Regions from separate parts of the Mus musculus genome. Here regions 2, 3, 4, 5 and 6 are each linked to region 1. A link is a contact called in public Hi-C, HiCAR-type and HiChIP or PLAC-seq data. All regions are on one chromosome and are shown on one strand. The core of a region is the stretch at or near the end of the contact, and the rest is flanking DNA. Distances in the headings are between cores, read along the strand shown.

Region 1 (2,560 bases), core at 43-2,542:
TCCATTGCTCCTGTTTCTTTCTTTCCTCTCTGGCATGCCCCTGGTGGGCACCAGATCCCCTTATTCATACTATCCACAACATGAGAAAGTAGCATCTCAGAGGCCACAGCCCCCAATGGTGTTCAAGTCTCAATCCCTTCCCTGAGGCCAGTGTTCCAAACAGCAGGAAAGAAGGGCTTCTGGGGAGATGGCCTTGTCCATGCCATCCTGTCTTCCTGAGCCTTCCCAGCAGACCCTAGCCCTGAACCTAGCAACTTCTAGGGTTGGCAAGAGTGCAGGTAGAATCTGGTTACTTCTCTTCTTACATACTGCTCTGTAGGTCGGGCCGTCCTGCGTCTTCCGGGAAGTTGAATGTGTGATTCATGGGTGAAAACTCTAAGAGGAAGCAGCTGCACAGGGGTCACATGCTCTGCTCCCCCATACTCCCCAGAAGATTCCTCTCTTCTCCTTGACGGGTCCATCTTTCATGTTCTGTGCAGCAGGATCTAAGCTCCTGGAAGACCTGAGGTCAGACTTTAACAAAGGCAGAAGTGTGAGCACCAGGACGCAGCCATATTCAAAGGGGCTGGGAATAGACATCCCTGGGGAGTCCCTTGAAAATTAACTGAAACAGGGTTTGTGACAATAAACACCTGCCATGTTGTGCATTCTTTAAAATGTCACCACTTTATCCAGCTACTAGAAAACATCTTTCCGGGCTTCCCTGGGGACATACTTGACCCAACCTACTGGCTCTTTCAGGGGATATTCTAAGAACTTACATGGCAGGGATTTAACACCTACTTAGCCCAAAGCCAGCCTTCTTTTCAAAGCTGAATTGGCAAATCTGGAACAGGAAAGCACTAAACAATAAACAGGCATTTTCCTACAGACACAGAGACGGAAGCTAACAGAGCAGGCGCAGGCATTCTAATGCTGGGCATGCCATCTGTCTTTGCCTCTGCGCTTTTTGCGAATGTGGAGACAACTGAGCACTCTTCCAAAAGTGGACCCTGTCCTAAAGTAATATTTCTAGTTCAGGGGTCCTTAGTCACTGTGAACTTTTTCTCTTCACCCTGTCAGTGTAGAGTCCCACAAGCAGCAAGTGGGCCCATCAAGCTAATAATAGAAAAACCATTTTCTGACTTCCTTCCTCTTAGTTGCTCCATGATCCACCCTCCCCACTAGTACCCCAATCCACCTCAGTCCTCAGGACTTGCCTCTGGCTCTCAACAGCAGCAATGACTGCGTCTCAGTGAAAAGAGGAGATGGATAAAATATTACCCTAACCTCAGCGGCATGAGTAAAGCCCTTATTAGAATTCGGAGCCTACAGCTGGAACTTCCAGCATAGGACAGGAGATAAAGTTCCGTATTGTTAGCTCACAAGTGGCTTGGACTTCCTGGCAAGGGCAGGGAATTCCTCAGTCATTTATGCAAGTTTTCAGAAACGCTCCACTGTTCCCCAACAAAAAAAGCATTCAGGGTGAGAGTGGGGGCTCCCCCACCAGACCTGGAGAGTGGCTTTGGGGACTTGAATGGACGCTTCGTCCGGTGTCAATGGTCTCTGTGGGAAAGGCAGTGATGTCACCGCAAATGCATCTAGGGTTTTGCTAGGCCACCCTTACTTGCTACCCACTTCCTCCGTTGTTGTCTGACTTTCTCTCCTTTTCTTTTCCTCTCTCTCTCTCTCTCTCTCTCTCTCTCTCTCTCTCTCTCTCTCTCTCTCCCTCCCTCCCTCCCTCCCTACCTCTCTCCCTCCCTCCCTCCATCTCTTTCTCCCTCCCTCCCTTCTTCCCTCCCTCCTGCCCTCCCCGCTTCCTCTTCCTTTTAGCTTCTTTGAGGCCAGTACTTCCCTGCAAGTGCAGCTCAAATCCAAAGGCCCCCATCAGTGTTGTTGCCATGGCAATGCCAGCCTCCTACACGGTCTTCTTTTCTCTTTTCTTTCTTTTTGGCATAAAAAGTAAAAGAGGCTTGAAAGCAAGGGCAAGAATGAGAAGGGAACAGAGCCAGTTTGGCCCTGCTCGGTGTCCATGCTGGATGAGAAAAGACTGAAGCAAATGAGGGATAAAAAAAAAAAAAAAAAAAAAAAAAAAAAAAAATGACGGGACCCGCAAGTGAGACACAGCAGAAGCCTTTGAGGAGCAAAGTGTACTCTTTCACTTTCAAAGCTTCAAAACAGTCCAGACCTCTGCTTGAGGCAGCACAAGAGATGGATGAGCCAACGGACAACAGAAGAGTAAAGAAGTTGCCACAGGAACTAGGGTCCTACTTGCAAAACTGCATCCAATCCCAACATTTAGAGGCAGCTCCATCAGAACTCCGCCCTATCCTCAGAAGGGAAGGAGAGAGGAGAGCTTTAAAGGGGCTTTCATCTCTGCGAAGAGAGAATACTACCATGTGTGCTCGGATGTCCAGAATGCCAGCTCTACTGTAACCTGGCTGCAGAAACCAGTTCCAAAGGTGTCTGCTGTGTCTCCTCATCCATTGCCACTAACGCTACAAAGACGGTGACATCAGAAATCCCAGGATTTTCTCCCTCAGGGGACACAGTCTTACTTTAAACCTTCCAAAAGATCAGA
Region 2 (2,560 bases), core at 34-2,533, 480 kb after region 1:
GTCTACCTGACTCTGGCTCCAGATTGCTGGGATTAAATATGTATGTGTGTCACTGTGTCTGGCCTCGACAAATTAAATCTTAATTTAAAAGGTAAAACTTCATGAGAGTATCTTCTGATACGTATCTGTTAACTCCACTTCAACTAACACTTTACAAAAATAAATGCTTTTTCCTGAAAATGAGAAAAAACATTGGAAAGCAATTAGTTTTTTAAAAACAGTTTATTAATCCTAAATTCTCAAACTTAGAATAAACTTTTTAAAAGGCAAAACAGAATTAAGTGAATTAAGGAAAAGTATAAAGTGATGTGTTGTGTTGTGTTGGGGCAGAGGGTACAGGCGTTTCAGTAGTCCTCTAGCTCAACCCAAATCCTTGAGTCTTGAAGACTTTGGTATCAGGCTGAATGCATCTTTTCCTCAGGGACTAAGAACTAGCTAGTTTGACACTAATTGAAACTTAAATATGTTTTAAACCTGTGTTAGATGTCTAAGTTCAATGAGGAAATATATAAAGAGCTTATATTAGTCTGAAAACCTTGGAAATTAGTGGCTATAAAATTTTCAATGACATTTAAGGATGTAAGAATATACTGTCTCTCAAATTAATAATACAGTGAAAAGGAAAAGCTACAATAACCCAAAGGACTCATGTTATAGTAAATAGATTTTAACCCCAAAAGGCTAACAAAAAAACAAAGCTGTCAGGAAACAACTTGAGGCTGGGGAGTGGGGTTTCTTTCCACCAGAAAACCAAGCATATTCTAGCTGCTTAATACAAGCTTTAGTTTTAGTAGTGAGGTCACTGGTGGAACCACTGCTTTCCATATCAAAAAAAGCAAGCAATTAGCAGTCCTTCTGGCACCATCCGTATCACCAATGCACAGAACAGATACACAGTAATGGCTTTCTAAGCCCAGGCTCTGTCACAGCAGAGCTCCACTGGTGTGTCAGAGTCACACTCACTTCTCCATTACACAAGCAGGCATTTACTGCTCAGCCAGACACCTATAATTAAGCACAAGAGGACTATAATGCTAATATTCAGGCTAGCGTGCAAGTTAGGGGTCCCCTCCCCCCATAAGGATGATTGCCTTTCATTTTAAAGTTTGAAGTAGCTACAGTTCACTTAGTTTTGATTACATAGCAATTAGATATGCAAATACACAGATCCAGAAAAATACATTTTCAGGCTTCAAATTGTGAGCAATCAGGCCCATTCTTTTCTCTTGTACATACAAGCAAACTCATTAACCAACTATTGTCTCAAAGCATCTCTGCTTCAAGCTCTCCCACCCTCTCTGGTAATGTCATAAACATCCCAAATACACGCAGCTGCCATCTCTTTTAGTGACTTCCTAAATGTGTATTCAAGAGCATGGAAAATTACCCAAGAAAAGAGCCTACATACCCTAGCCTCAACACCAATTTACTGAGGTTGGATAACATACGACTTACTACAAGTTTTATGACTTATTGTTTTAGCTCATGTTTATAGTTTGTCTTTGAGGCCAGCAAGAGCTATTTAGTAAGTTCCAGGCTAGTCTGACATACAGAGCACAAACCTGCCTTAAATGATACCAATAAATAATATACTAAAAGAAAAAAAACACATTAAAATTTGGGTCCAGCAAGAAAATTCAGCAGGTAAAGGTGCCTGTCACATAAGATCCAACTTGAACGTGGATCACAGAACACAAATAAAGATGGAACAAAATAACAAACTCCAAAGTTATCCACTGACAGATGACAGACATACACACAGGCAGGCAGGCAACCCCATGGTACAAACATACCGTTCACATAGATACAGAGCCAAAAATAATAAATAAATTAATTAATTAATTAAATGCTATAATATACTACAAAATAATCTAGTCACTTGTCTGAAAACCATTTAAAAATTTGTAAGTTCACATTACATTATCATGTACAGAATCGTGCAGTATGGAGAGAAGATCAAAAAGGAAAATGTATGCATGAGCTGGAAAATTATTATGTTCACTCATATTATCTACAAAATATCTCTACCTTTCTGCTTATCACATGGTAATTAATAATTTCACTTTTATTTTTGAAATGTCAACTCTGCTTAATGTGAACGCCCCTTGAAAGTAGTGCTGGCTTTGCATTGTCTCATTTTTTAAGTTAAAGTAAGTTGTTCCATTAGTGAAAACACGTATGTGTGGATGGTGCGTGCACACTATGCATTTGTACACAAGAAGACAACTTTGGGTATCTTTCCTGATGTATCAGTTGTACCTTGAATTTTCAGCCACGGTCTCTCACCAACCTGGGGTCTGTCAATAGTGCAGAGTGAGTAGTCAGTGAGATCCAAGCATCCTCCTGTTGCCACCTTCCCAGGATTGGGTTTATAAATGTATGCCTCCATGTCCTGGTTATTTCCCTCCTATAAGGGGCATTCTAAGGAGTGAGCTGAGATTCTCCAGCACTTTACTGATTGAGCTATCTGCCTAGCCATCTAAAATTGTAATTTAAGTCTTCCTTCTATACTTACCTGGCACTCCTACTCTTCAGAAAATAAGAAACTGACTAAAATTAT
Region 3 (2,560 bases), core at 29-2,528, 450 kb after region 1:
TGGATTCTAAGGACCTCTACTGAAACTCTGAGATCTGGTGGGGGAGGACTCCTCTATGGACCTTTACTTTACACTCAAGTACACCTTTAAAAATGTACCCACCATTGATTCAAGTTTCACCCATGGGTCAACTAAAATATTAGGAATACAAGATGCTACTCAGACATGCCAACATGCAACTAAACACCATGCAATAAAGATTAACAAAAACATTTTACTTTAAAAATATTTTACTTTGTCACTTATCAACTAAATAATTATTCTTTTTCTAATATAACTGTGTCCCCCTAATAATGTATTTTGAAAGATGCAACAATATTTTCAGGTATCCAGATTATTATTACTATACTATTTCACTATTTTCGTAATGAAACAGCAACCTAGTTACTTACAGTAGGCTCCCATAATACTTTATCTATTTTATGAATCAATTATACAGCCTTGAAAATTTAAATACTTCAGCTTTGAGTGTTTAATCTAAAAAACAGATAAAAAGACCACACAGAAACTGATTATTATGGTCAGTGTCCTGAGGACAAATGGTATTGTACACACTATGATGGTCCCCACTTTGGACACTTATTCAAAATTACGCTAACATATAATTCTTTGGAGACTCAGGAGAGAGTTGAAGTGTATTCTGAGAACATGTACATGAAACCTGAATAATACCACTTATTGAAGCCTGAAAACCACATTTGAATCCAAAATGTTTGTTTTTTTTTTTAAATTTTATTCTACCCTTTGTGTCTCCTAGGTGTAAAAATACATTATTTACTATTTACATATAGTATGAACTTAAAATATTACCTTATTGTTTATAAAAACAAATTATTCTTCCAACAACGCTCTGCAGTGCTGAATACAGAACAAAATCATGACCAGAACTGTCACACTCTTCCCCAGAGATGCCAAACTCTTTCCTTACATGTGCTTGTCATGCATTTGTGGGGTTAATGGGGTGGGGGGGGGGGGTGGGGGGGTCACAAGCCCTAATAAACTGGCCTCATGTGAGCAGGGATCAATTCACTCTCATCAAGAACTTATAAAGCCATAAGCCTCTACAAAAATCTCATCTATAGAAGGACTGGCTTCTTTTTTCTAAATCTGTAATTTATGAGTTTATTCAAACCCATCAAATTACTATAAGTAACCGCCTCAAACATTTGAAAATTCCCATTGCAACTCATTTAGTTTGGCAGACAGGCAGACCCAATCCAATGCTTTTATCCCACAGCTAAGCATCACAATGGTAATTCTGCTCTGACACTCTGAAGAGACTGCTAATTACAACACTGAGTCCCATTCAGATGAAAATGGCAGCGAGCACAGAAACACCCTCTTCACAAGTGCTCACTCTCTCTCTCTTCTCTCCTCTCCTCTCTCTCTCTCTCTCTTGCTCTTATCATGAACTGCATGCATTTTGGTTAGATGTTTAAACATCTTTTAATTTCTTTTTCTCACCAAAACAAACAAAGCCAAAATGCCACATACTTCAGTCACTAGGACTTGTTCATATACTTCAGTTACTAGTACTTGTCCAAGAGCAGCAACTGACTGACAATCTGGCTTTAAAATGTCTTGAAGAAACTATTTCAGTATCCAGATGCCTCTTACTATCATCATTACTTTCATATTATTTTCAGATTATAATTAAAACAATTTACCATGAGTCAAATCCATAGAACATTAAGCAAAGAAGAACTCCTGAGAAATAGGAAAATATATATTATAAAATATTATTTTCTCTTTATTTTTTTCTCAATTTCAATGACAGTGATAACTGGTTTTTCTAAAAAGAAAATTAAAATGATTTTGTTATGATAAATATATTTCCAAATTTCAAAATATTCCTTGATTAATCAGCACACTTAAAATTTCAAATTTCTCAGCTGGAAAAATTGCAGTAATATATTAAAACCAAATATTTAATTCATATTAACTTAGATCCCTATGGATGCTAATGCTTCTAAAAAAATCAAATATATATTAAAAACTCATTCATATTTAAGTTCAAAATACCCTTGAGTAAATATGAAAACAGGAGGATTCTATCACAAAGCCATACAGCCCCAAAACACTGTATGAACTGTCTGAGCGTAATGACATCTATGTATGTAGAGAGTCTCTTAAGATTTAAGTGTAAAGCTGGGCGGTGGTGGCGCACGCCTTTAATCCCAGCACTTAGGAGGCAGAGGCAGGTGGATTTCTGAGTTCGAGGCTAGCCTAGTCTACAAAGTGAGTTCCAGGACAGCCAGGGCTATACAGAGAAACCCTGTCTCAAAAAAAACAAACAAACAAACAAAAGAGATTGAAGTGTAAATTCCTGTTTCTTGGTACCATGAATTTCTCCAGTCAGAAGTTAGTACTTTTCAGTTCAGCTTTCCAGTTTAGTCCTGGCATAACACATGGAAACTGTTTTCCTTTAGAAAAAGATTAGGAGATGAAGGCCCTTAGTTCCACTTTCTTCTTAGTCTTCATATCAGCAACAAAAATATCCTGTTTCCCTCATCTGGAATTTTTTGAATCCCTTCTGAAATAATGATGTATAAAAATGCCT
Region 4 (2,560 bases), core at 22-2,521, 430 kb after region 1:
GGCTTTCCACGCTCCTTTAGAGTTAAAAAGTTTAGGAGCAGTTACTAAAGCCAGCAGAGATGGACTACATAAGATATCTGATTAGATTTATGTTACTTAACACTTTTTCAACAATAAAAAATTTCAAAGATTCATTTTTGTGAAAAAGTTTTTTAGGCATTACAATTATTTCTAATTGGTAAGGAAAAATTCCATTGTATCCCTCTTCTCCAAATAAAATAAAGCTCTAATTTAATTTTGTCTGCAAACTGATGTTCAGATCTTACATAATTTTTTTCTAAACCTCAGAATCTTTGGGCTAACACTGAAGACGGTAATAACCAAAAGTACTAATTATGATTTGTAAAAGAATGACATTTTAAAATTTACTAGTCAGACATTAGAAAAGCTATCAAATTTTTTCACAGTATCAGATTTGGCAAACTGGCATCAAGATAATGTGACACAAATCTTATAATTTAGACCATCAACTCATTTGTCTCCTCTCATATCTCCTTTCACATACTGGGCGACTGAGGAACATGCAGTAACTTTATTCTGAGGGAGGAGCTGATCTTACAGGACACTTGACTAAATGACCATGAAGAAAAATAAGGCACTTTCTTTTTCATTAGACTTATTCCAATACTTAAAAAATAAAAAAGAAAGACAAAAAGGCTCTTTTGGTCTTTTGTTTCTTGACAACCACCAGAAAAAATCATTTAATGAAATAAAGGGTTTCTTTGTTCTTTTTCTTTTTTTTTATAACACTTGAAAGTATAAAATGCTACATTTCCAAAAATATATATATTTTTTTCTGCACCAGCACCCTTGTATAGTAAAAGTATCTACTTTTTTGTTCATTTGTTTCAATGCACTACACTTTATCTACAATTTCATTACATGTATACAGCAAATAGGCAAGCATGGCTTTTACATCCTTAATGATATTTTCTATACAGGGAGGTTTAAAAAAAATATTTGAACAGTTTGCCCAGTAATGTGACACATAATGCATGTACCTTGTTCTCATATAATTTTTAAGGTGGTGTAAAATAAAGATTTGGAAATTTTAACTCAGATACTCAACTTTTTAAAAAATAGTGTTGTAGTTTTGTTCTTTGCATTTCTTTTCAAAACTCCTTGTTAAGTTTTTCTCTCATGGCACACTTTGTTCTAATACTTCAAATTTTGGCAGGCAATATAAAAAGGCTGCAATGTCTGCCCTTTGAGGGCACTGTAGTGACTAAACAAACAGCATGTCAAATTTTGAATACTTTTGAAGTCACTTCCCCAACGACATCCCTGACCGAAGGTTCATGCATGATGCATTGTCACACAGTACATTCAGAGAGAGCTTTGACTTCGCTAGGAGAAGAAAAAAATTCCTACAAGTCTCTCACAGTAACTGCCTCTGTCACTGAGTAGTTAGGGCCATCTGTCTCCCCTTCTTAAGAGAGGCCTTCTTACCGTTCGCTTGGGGTGGGGCATTGAGAGATGATCAGTGCTGTGGGATGAATCGGGCCTTATTGCTTTACTACTATTCAGTGCAGGTTCTAGAACCACTTTCACCCAAACAGGGGGGGAAAAGCTGAGTTGGAGGACAATTTCTTTGTCTTTTGTTTGGTTAGATGGTAAGACGAACGGACAAGTGCCTCAGCTCGCTGCACTGACGACAGGCAAGCAAAGGCGATTACCAGTTAACTGATCAGCAGGCAGGCATGGTCAGGTCATCATTGGGTGAAGAGTTCAGAGGTCAGAAGGTCATAGGTTAGTTGCCGGTGGCGGCTGGGTGGTTAGAAACAAAAAACAAAACAAAAAAAGAAAAGAAAAGATAGAGAAGAGATTAGTTTCAGCTAGTGACAGCTTAATGACAACATGAAAACTAATCACAACTAATAAAAAAAAGGCATGTTGAATTCTGACAAACTGATTGACACCATCTACAGAATACAATAAAAATCATGACAATTTCATATCATGATTTGAACAAATGAAGAAGAGCCCACTCCCACAAAAAATAATTTGAAAAACCCGACTTGTTAAAAGAAAAAAATAGAAATAAAATACAGCTAACAACTAATAGTTAGTAGCAGTCAATGAAGGAAATTGGAAACAATGATGAACAGGTTTGGTATAAAGAATTCTGAACAGTCAGTGCAGTTATAAGTATCTGACTGCTATTAAGCATTAGTATTCTCTCAGATGCAAGCAATAAAGCAACTATTAATGATGGATGTGATTATTAATAACTGATGATTAACAGAAATGGATCTAAAGAAATTTAAATTGCTATGAACAATTTGGTTCAACATAAACTCTGGGCCAAACAAAGTTTCTTTTGTTCAATAAATGTTTATTGCTTTTTCAATTATTCTATTTACAAACAACATGGAATTTCTTGGCCTCATGATACAAAGCAATACTGTAGTCTAGCAGTGTAGGCAACATCATGGGAACCAGAAAAAAGGCCAGGCCTTTTGCACCAGCCAACATTTTCCAGTTGAAAATACTAATTTACACATATAGAACACTTATAAAATGCACTTGCATGTAAACACTGTAAAATCCTGCCATTTAA
Region 5 (2,560 bases), core at 30-2,529, 410 kb after region 1:
CTCATCAGTGCTGATAATGACCACATGTTCAGAGGTGGAGAGGAGCCCATGGGATAGAGTTGGGCCTTCAGGATAGTTTGAATGGAGGCTGTAGGAACCAACAAGCAGGAGTGTAAAGACAATCGGGGTGTGTGTGCGTGTGTGTGTGTGTGTGTGTGTGTGTGTGTGTGTGTGTGTGTGTAGGGGATATACACAATCTTCATAATGCTGTGGTGTTTCACAGTGCCATGTCACAGGGAGGAGCTGGCCCAAGTAAGTCTCTTGAGCACCTTCAATCTAACACTCATCCATTCTAGACTTCAGAAAGAGCCAAACGAGTAGACAGGACCGGTGACAAGTTGGCTGCAAATGAGACAGTTCTTTGGAGGTGGGGCACAGAGACAGTATGATCTATATGCTTTTAACCAAATATGCTTTCTGCAAAGTGTGTGGCTGGACACAAGTATGGATGAGTAGGAGACCGCCCTCCCGGCAGGCATACCCAAGGCTGTGATCACTCAGTCTCTGCTTCAGTGTCACTCAACTGTGGAAGCATTTATATGAGCAGAGCAATAAAAAAGGGAAAGGGATGGAGAGGAAGAGAGACCTATAAAGATGATTAAGCTTGTTAAAATAAAGGCCGTTAATGGAATAAATGGCATTAGCACTAAGTGCAAATTGACAACATCTTTCTCAGGTCGAGAGAGTTGCTGGAATGATAATTCCACTATTGATTATATTTAATTATTAACGTTTCCCCTGCCCCCACCACCACCAAATGAAATGCAAACTAGTTTTCTGGATGACAGACTGCTATTAACTAATGCAGCTAAATAATCTTAATGACTATCATGCATGAAGAGAGAAATATTATTTGGCTCTTTATATTCAAACAATGAGAAAACTGTGACAAAACATGGTTTATATGAATGCATTAAAACATAAGACTGAAGCTCCAGAGAGAAAAATTCTACAACCTGAGCGTGACAACAAGCATGTGTGGAAGGCTGCTGCACACAGGTTCAAGGCACAAACTCCACCGGGTCCCCATTTCTGGTCTCTCCTCCCTCAGCCCCTCTCGCCTGTGTCTCAGGCTTTTGGGCAGGGAGGGAGGGGGCCCTAACTCACAGGAAGAATTGAGTGCTTAAGGGCTAAACTACAACCAGTCCCAAGGGGGTGTGCATTTTAAGGAAAAAGAAAACCTTGAAAGGAAAGTATACAAAGTATCTATCCCAGAACAAAGAGAACAGAGCACCAGGAGCCAGAGAGCCACTTGGAGTTGGCAGAGTGGAAAATCACTGGAGGTTAGCAGAGTTCCTTTGCCTCCTACAGTAGGCCATTGTCACTGGGACCTAGGAACAGGAGCCACATCTCTGCCTACAAGTTCAACCCACAAAGACATTGCTGTACTCATGTTAGCTCATGCCAGTGTAAAATGACCCTGATCTGGGCAAACAAGAGGCTTGAGGCCAAGACTGAACCCCTATGATTCCTTATTCCGTGGTCTACCAAAAATGCATTTTAAAGCTTAACCGAGAATATTTTGATTGGAGGCAGTCTTGGACCAATCACACAGACGGTCTAGAACCTCATGTTTGAGGCTAGACAAACAGCTCAGCAATTAAAAGAATTAACTGATCTTCCATAGGCCCCTGGTTCAATCCCAGGCAACCCGTGTGGGTGTGGTGGCTCACAGCAATTTGTAACTCCACTTCCAAAGCATCCAATGTCCTCTTCTGGCCTCATGTGAGCACAGCACACATGTGGCACTCAGGCATACATACAAGCAGGCAAACACCCATACATGTACAGTAACTTTAAAAATAAATGAATTGCATGTTCTGTCTTCTAAATAACTGTGGGAGTCCTTACCGTTCGTTTTCTTCAAACCTATGTGTTAGTGACTTCTGCCAGATCCAGCTCTGGCTGCAAACTCTGAGATGATGCCTGTTTCTCTAACTTTACTCAATTAGTTCCCTCAGCGTTTACCTGGTCTCACAGCCACACTCCACTAAGGAAATACAGGCAAGTGCCTGGTGGCAGGTGCCTCCTGCCTGCCTAGCCTGGCATTTATGCATCAATTCTCAGAGGCAGGTCCCTCTTCAGACTCTGGCTCGATGTGTCATTAATGTGTTTTCTCTAAGTAGCTCTGCAGGGAGTGCTGGGAGCCCAGGCTGCCAGCCCTCAGTTTGGGCCAAGCCCCTGCAAGAACAAACTGCCAGTGAGGCCCAGAGAAAACAGCAGAAGTTTTCTGGCTCCTGCTGAAATGCTGGCAGATAGAGAGCTGCTAGAATATGGCCCAGAAGCCTCAAAGGCAAAGGCCACTGGAGATCCATGCTCGTGTGCCCACCTATCCAGACTCCTCCCAGCCTAAACCATGAGCATCTTTATCTGGGATACATTCTGGGCTGGGACTGAAGGCAAGGAGGGAAGGGAACTGTGATCAGTGACAACCAGCTGGCATAGGTTTCCTTGAACCTCTGAAGGATCTCATGCGCTGTGGCCCTTCAGAGGATAAAAGACAGCAGACAGGAGAACTCTAATTTCTCATTCTTTGTATGATTGTTCATCAGAAGGGAAA
Region 6 (2,560 bases), core at 41-2,540, 330 kb after region 1:
TGTGGATGCACATTTACCATGATGTGATGTGTGTGTGTGTGTGTGTGTGTGTATGTGTGTGATGTATGCATGTGTGTATGAGTATAAATGTATGCATGCCATGTGTATGTTGTACATGTGTGATGTGTATTGAGTGTGGATGCACACATGCCATGACACACATGTGAAGGTCATAGGACAAGCTCAGATGTCAGTCTTTGCTTTCTACCATGTTGTTCTCAGCTGTGTAAGCCTGACTGTCGGAATGGTGAGTTTAGGGTCATGATGCTGCAATTACACCTGCGTGTGTGCTGCTGCATCGGCAACTCAGGTTGTCAGGCTTGTGTGGCAAGTGCTTCGCCCACTGAACCATCTTCCCACTGTCCATCACCCACTGAAACATCTTGTTTGCTTCATGGCTTTAAGGAGCACAGTAGACCCAGGACCTGAGAAACACAAGCAGGCTTACACTCCAGTGGACTACAGTGTTGCCTTCAGAACCGGCAAACATCATGACTTGTTCAGCCTTGTTGAGGTTGGTGAATAGAGAGATCCAGTGCAGAGACTTGTGATGTGGGCCTTCCCATTAAAAAATAGGTGTGGAGGTTTATTGTATGAGAAAACATCTAGAAGGTGCTATTTGCAAGGATGTGTACAATGGTATAAAATAATATTTGCGAGAACATGAATAAGTTATGAAAGTAACATCAAATGCCAACACCTAAGGATTTCATGGAAAGTATAAACAAAAAGAAGTATGAATCAGAGATGCCATTTGGTGGCCTAGTGCATGCTTACAAACCCCATGCAAAGTCTTAGGTTCAATGCTCAATACTAAAAATCAATGTACTGATTAAAACTAAAGGCCACTTTCTAAACTATACTGTATTTTCTTCAAGTCAAATACTGTTAAAGAGGATTGGGGTGTGTCTCAGTGGTAGGGCTAATGTTTAGTATGCACAAGACCCTAGGCACAAGCATCATAAACCCACACAGATGACATCTGCTTTATGATGCTGAATGATCAGGCATGAGTGCAGACTCACGCTGATTGTGTGGGGTAGCCATACAGCTCTAACACAGTTGCCCTGTGTTTAGAAATACTTTAGTTAAAAAGCAGACGTTTTAGAAATGTCTGCATAGTTTTCTTTAAAACTGTACAAAGGAAAACACACACACGGTTTGCAATCCAAAGTTCTCCTGAGCCTCAGACAGAAACATAAGCTTCTGCTTGGTGGAGTGTCTCCAAGGCAACGGGAGTGGCCCGTTGTCCTGGAATCAGAAGGAATGCCTTCTCCTGGGAAAAACGACAAGGGTGACTCTTGATTCCTAACACCCAGCAACTGTCCATCAAAGAGAGTCAACAATGATATTGCTCCAAAGCTCCTCAGAAAACATATGATAGGCTCAAGTCTCTCGGTGCTGTGATTGCTGGGGGTAATCCTGCCTCAATATTTCACAAAATGTCACCAAAGCAACGTATAACAGATTTTCCCACAGTTGGCACAATGGCCACTTTCAATCAGAGCATTCTGTTTAATCAAGAGGGACTATTCTGTGTGTGTCAGAGTGTCCAGCAGCCTTCCTGGCCTCTACTTATTGAATGTTAATAGCAAGCACTACCCTCCCCATCCCCCAATACTTATGATGGCTTAAATGTCTCCAGACATTACTTAATGTCCCCTGAGAGGCCAAATGGCTCCAACTGTGAACCACTGACACATGGGCACCATACAAGACATAGATGTGATTCAACTCAATTCACTTTAAGTCCTGTTTGCTGTTAGCTTGCCAGGGGCCTCCTTGTGAAGACACAGAACCTGGCAGGTACATGTGAGGCTTAGGCCATGAGCTCTGCAGTCTTGTTGCTCAGCACTGAATTCAGCTGTTGCCTGTGCTGGCTGCCTCTCTCCCTGTTCATCTGTGAAGCAAGGACAGTGGCAATATCTGCCTCACATGGTGGGGTAAGTATTGGCTATTTGTTCTAAATAAAAAGTCACTCAACATACTACTGGCATACACTTTCTCTAAACTTAGCTGGAAAGAAAGGATCATGAGCTCACTGCCAAGAACCAAGAAAATGAAGTCTTTCGAGTGTGTGTGTGTGTGTGTGTGTGTGTGTGTGTGAATCATGTGGATATGTGGTCATCAGAAGCTCCACACTACATCATTCATACTGCATTAAGTTGTCAAGTGCATTTTGGGGGCTTCCTCTCTAATAAATCAGACAAATTAAATTAGTTCTCTTTCAGCTCAGAAACAGCACACCTCATTGAGCTCTAGATAAACCCCACACCTGCTACTTGTAAAGCTTTTTTTCCCTCTTTATTTTGTAGTTCAAGAGGCATTGATGGGCCACATTCAGTTTTTAGATTTTCATTGTCCAAAGACGACTCAATAAGGATGGTGAGTGGGCTAGGGATGTGGCTCAGTGAGTAAAGCACTTACTTACAAGCCTGAGAGCCTGAGTTTCATATCCCAGCACCCACATAAAGCCTGGCACAATCCTGGAGCTCTCGAGGCAAGAAGGGAGATGAAGACAGGAGAATCCCTTGATACTCAGAGGCCAGACATCCTGGCC

What was found. A called contact is a pair of places that touch in the nucleus more often than the background predicts. HiCAR-type assays count read pairs that join an accessible place to other places. HiChIP or PLAC-seq counts read pairs in DNA pulled down with a chosen protein or histone mark.
Region 2: a contact with region 1 is called in an H3K4me3 HiChIP or PLAC-seq map of embryonic basal ganglia, with 6 times the contacts expected there. The contact joins the enhancer-like site here to the promoter of 4930452A19Rik in region 1. A contact is called at or near these places in 7 of 115 datasets of contacts at active chromatin or transcription factors (bone marrow-derived dendritic cells, bone marrow-derived macrophages, embryonic basal ganglia and 4 more).
Region 3: a contact with region 1 is called in an H3K4me3 HiChIP or PLAC-seq map of embryonic basal ganglia, with 4 times the contacts expected there. The contact joins the enhancer-like site here to the promoter of 4930452A19Rik in region 1. A contact is called at or near these places in 1 of 39 promoter capture datasets (hippocampal neurons), 2 of 484 Hi-C or Micro-C datasets (cochlea and uterus) and 4 of 115 datasets of contacts at active chromatin or transcription factors (SST interneurons, bone marrow-derived macrophages, embryonic basal ganglia and 1 more).
Region 4: a HiCAR-type map of astrocytes shows a contact between it and region 1, with 1.7 times the contacts expected there. The contact joins the enhancer-like site here to the promoter of 4930452A19Rik in region 1. A contact is called at or near these places in 1 of 39 promoter capture datasets (hippocampal neurons), 27 of 484 Hi-C or Micro-C datasets (B cells, the C2C12 cell line, the HL-1 cell line and 18 more), 13 of 115 datasets of contacts at active chromatin or transcription factors (astrocytes, bone marrow-derived macrophages, differentiating embryonic stem cells and 9 more) and 1 of 9 other capture datasets (embryonic stem cells).
Region 5: a contact with region 1 is called in an H3K27ac HiChIP or PLAC-seq map of stem cell-derived neural progenitor cells, with 2.3 times the contacts expected there. The contact joins the enhancer-like site here to the promoter of 4930452A19Rik in region 1. A contact is called at or near these places in 24 of 484 Hi-C or Micro-C datasets (the C2C12 cell line, the HL-1 cell line, adipose-derived mesenchymal stem cells and 14 more), 12 of 115 datasets of contacts at active chromatin or transcription factors (bone marrow-derived macrophages, differentiating embryonic stem cells, embryonic basal ganglia and 9 more) and 1 of 9 other capture datasets (embryonic stem cells).
Region 6: a contact with region 1 is called in a Hi-C map of stem cell-derived neural stem cells, with 1.8 times the contacts expected there. The contact joins the enhancer-like site here to the promoter of 4930452A19Rik in region 1. A contact is called at or near these places in 6 of 484 Hi-C or Micro-C datasets (the N1E-115 cell line, cortical neurons, embryonic stem cells and 2 more) and 5 of 115 datasets of contacts at active chromatin or transcription factors (bone marrow-derived macrophages, embryonic basal ganglia, embryonic midbrain and 2 more).

Annotation. Positions count from the first base shown.
Region 1 is chr17:9,774,574-9,777,133 of GRCm38.p6, forward strand. 4930452A19Rik (RIKEN cDNA 4930452A19 gene) reads right to left here and starts at 1,293. Exons shown (of 4, transcript NR_045433.1): 1 at 1,270-1,293; 2 at 306-513.
Region 2 is chr17:10,250,443-10,253,002 of GRCm38.p6, forward strand. All of the region lies in intron 3 of Qk (quaking), which reads right to left. Among named protein-coding and RNA genes, the nearest start is that of Qk, 68 kb to the right of the region's middle. Within about 2 kb of position 1,284, at least 16 of the 459 cell types and tissues checked have an H3K27ac peak or open chromatin away from gene starts, as enhancers often do. A contact at or near this core is called in embryonic basal ganglia, embryonic brain, oligodendrocyte precursor cells and 1 more, where this site is marked.
Region 3 is chr17:10,227,048-10,229,607 of GRCm38.p6, forward strand. The region is part of intron 4 of Qk (quaking); the gene reads right to left. Among named protein-coding and RNA genes, the nearest start is that of Gm34972, 82 kb to the left of the region's middle. Within about 2 kb of position 1,279, at least 12 of the 459 cell types and tissues checked have an H3K27ac peak or open chromatin away from gene starts, as enhancers often do. A contact at or near this core is called in embryonic basal ganglia, where this site is marked.
Region 4 is chr17:10,207,865-10,210,424 of GRCm38.p6, forward strand. It overlaps Qk (quaking), which reads right to left. Exons shown (of 8, transcript NM_001159517.1): 8 at 1-1,767. The coding sequence ends at 1,751. Among named protein-coding and RNA genes, the nearest start is that of Gm34972, 63 kb to the left of the region's middle. Within about 2 kb of position 1,272, at least 16 of the 459 cell types and tissues checked have an H3K27ac peak or open chromatin away from gene starts, as enhancers often do. A contact at or near this core is called in astrocytes, embryonic stem cells, stem cell-derived motor neurons and 1 more, where this site is marked.
Region 5 is chr17:10,186,527-10,189,086 of GRCm38.p6, forward strand. No RefSeq gene overlaps it. Among named protein-coding and RNA genes, the nearest start is that of Gm34972, 42 kb to the left of the region's middle. Within about 2 kb of position 1,280, at least 28 of the 459 cell types and tissues checked have an H3K27ac peak or open chromatin away from gene starts, as enhancers often do. A contact at or near this core is called in astrocytes, cortical glia, forebrain and 3 more, where this site is marked.
Region 6 is chr17:10,108,726-10,111,285 of GRCm38.p6, forward strand. No RefSeq gene overlaps it. Among named protein-coding and RNA genes, the nearest start is that of Gm34972, 36 kb to the right of the region's middle. Within about 2 kb of position 1,291, at least 13 of the 459 cell types and tissues checked have an H3K27ac peak or open chromatin away from gene starts, as enhancers often do. A contact at or near this core is called in neural progenitor cells, stem cell-derived neural progenitor cells and stem cell-derived neural stem cells, where this site is marked.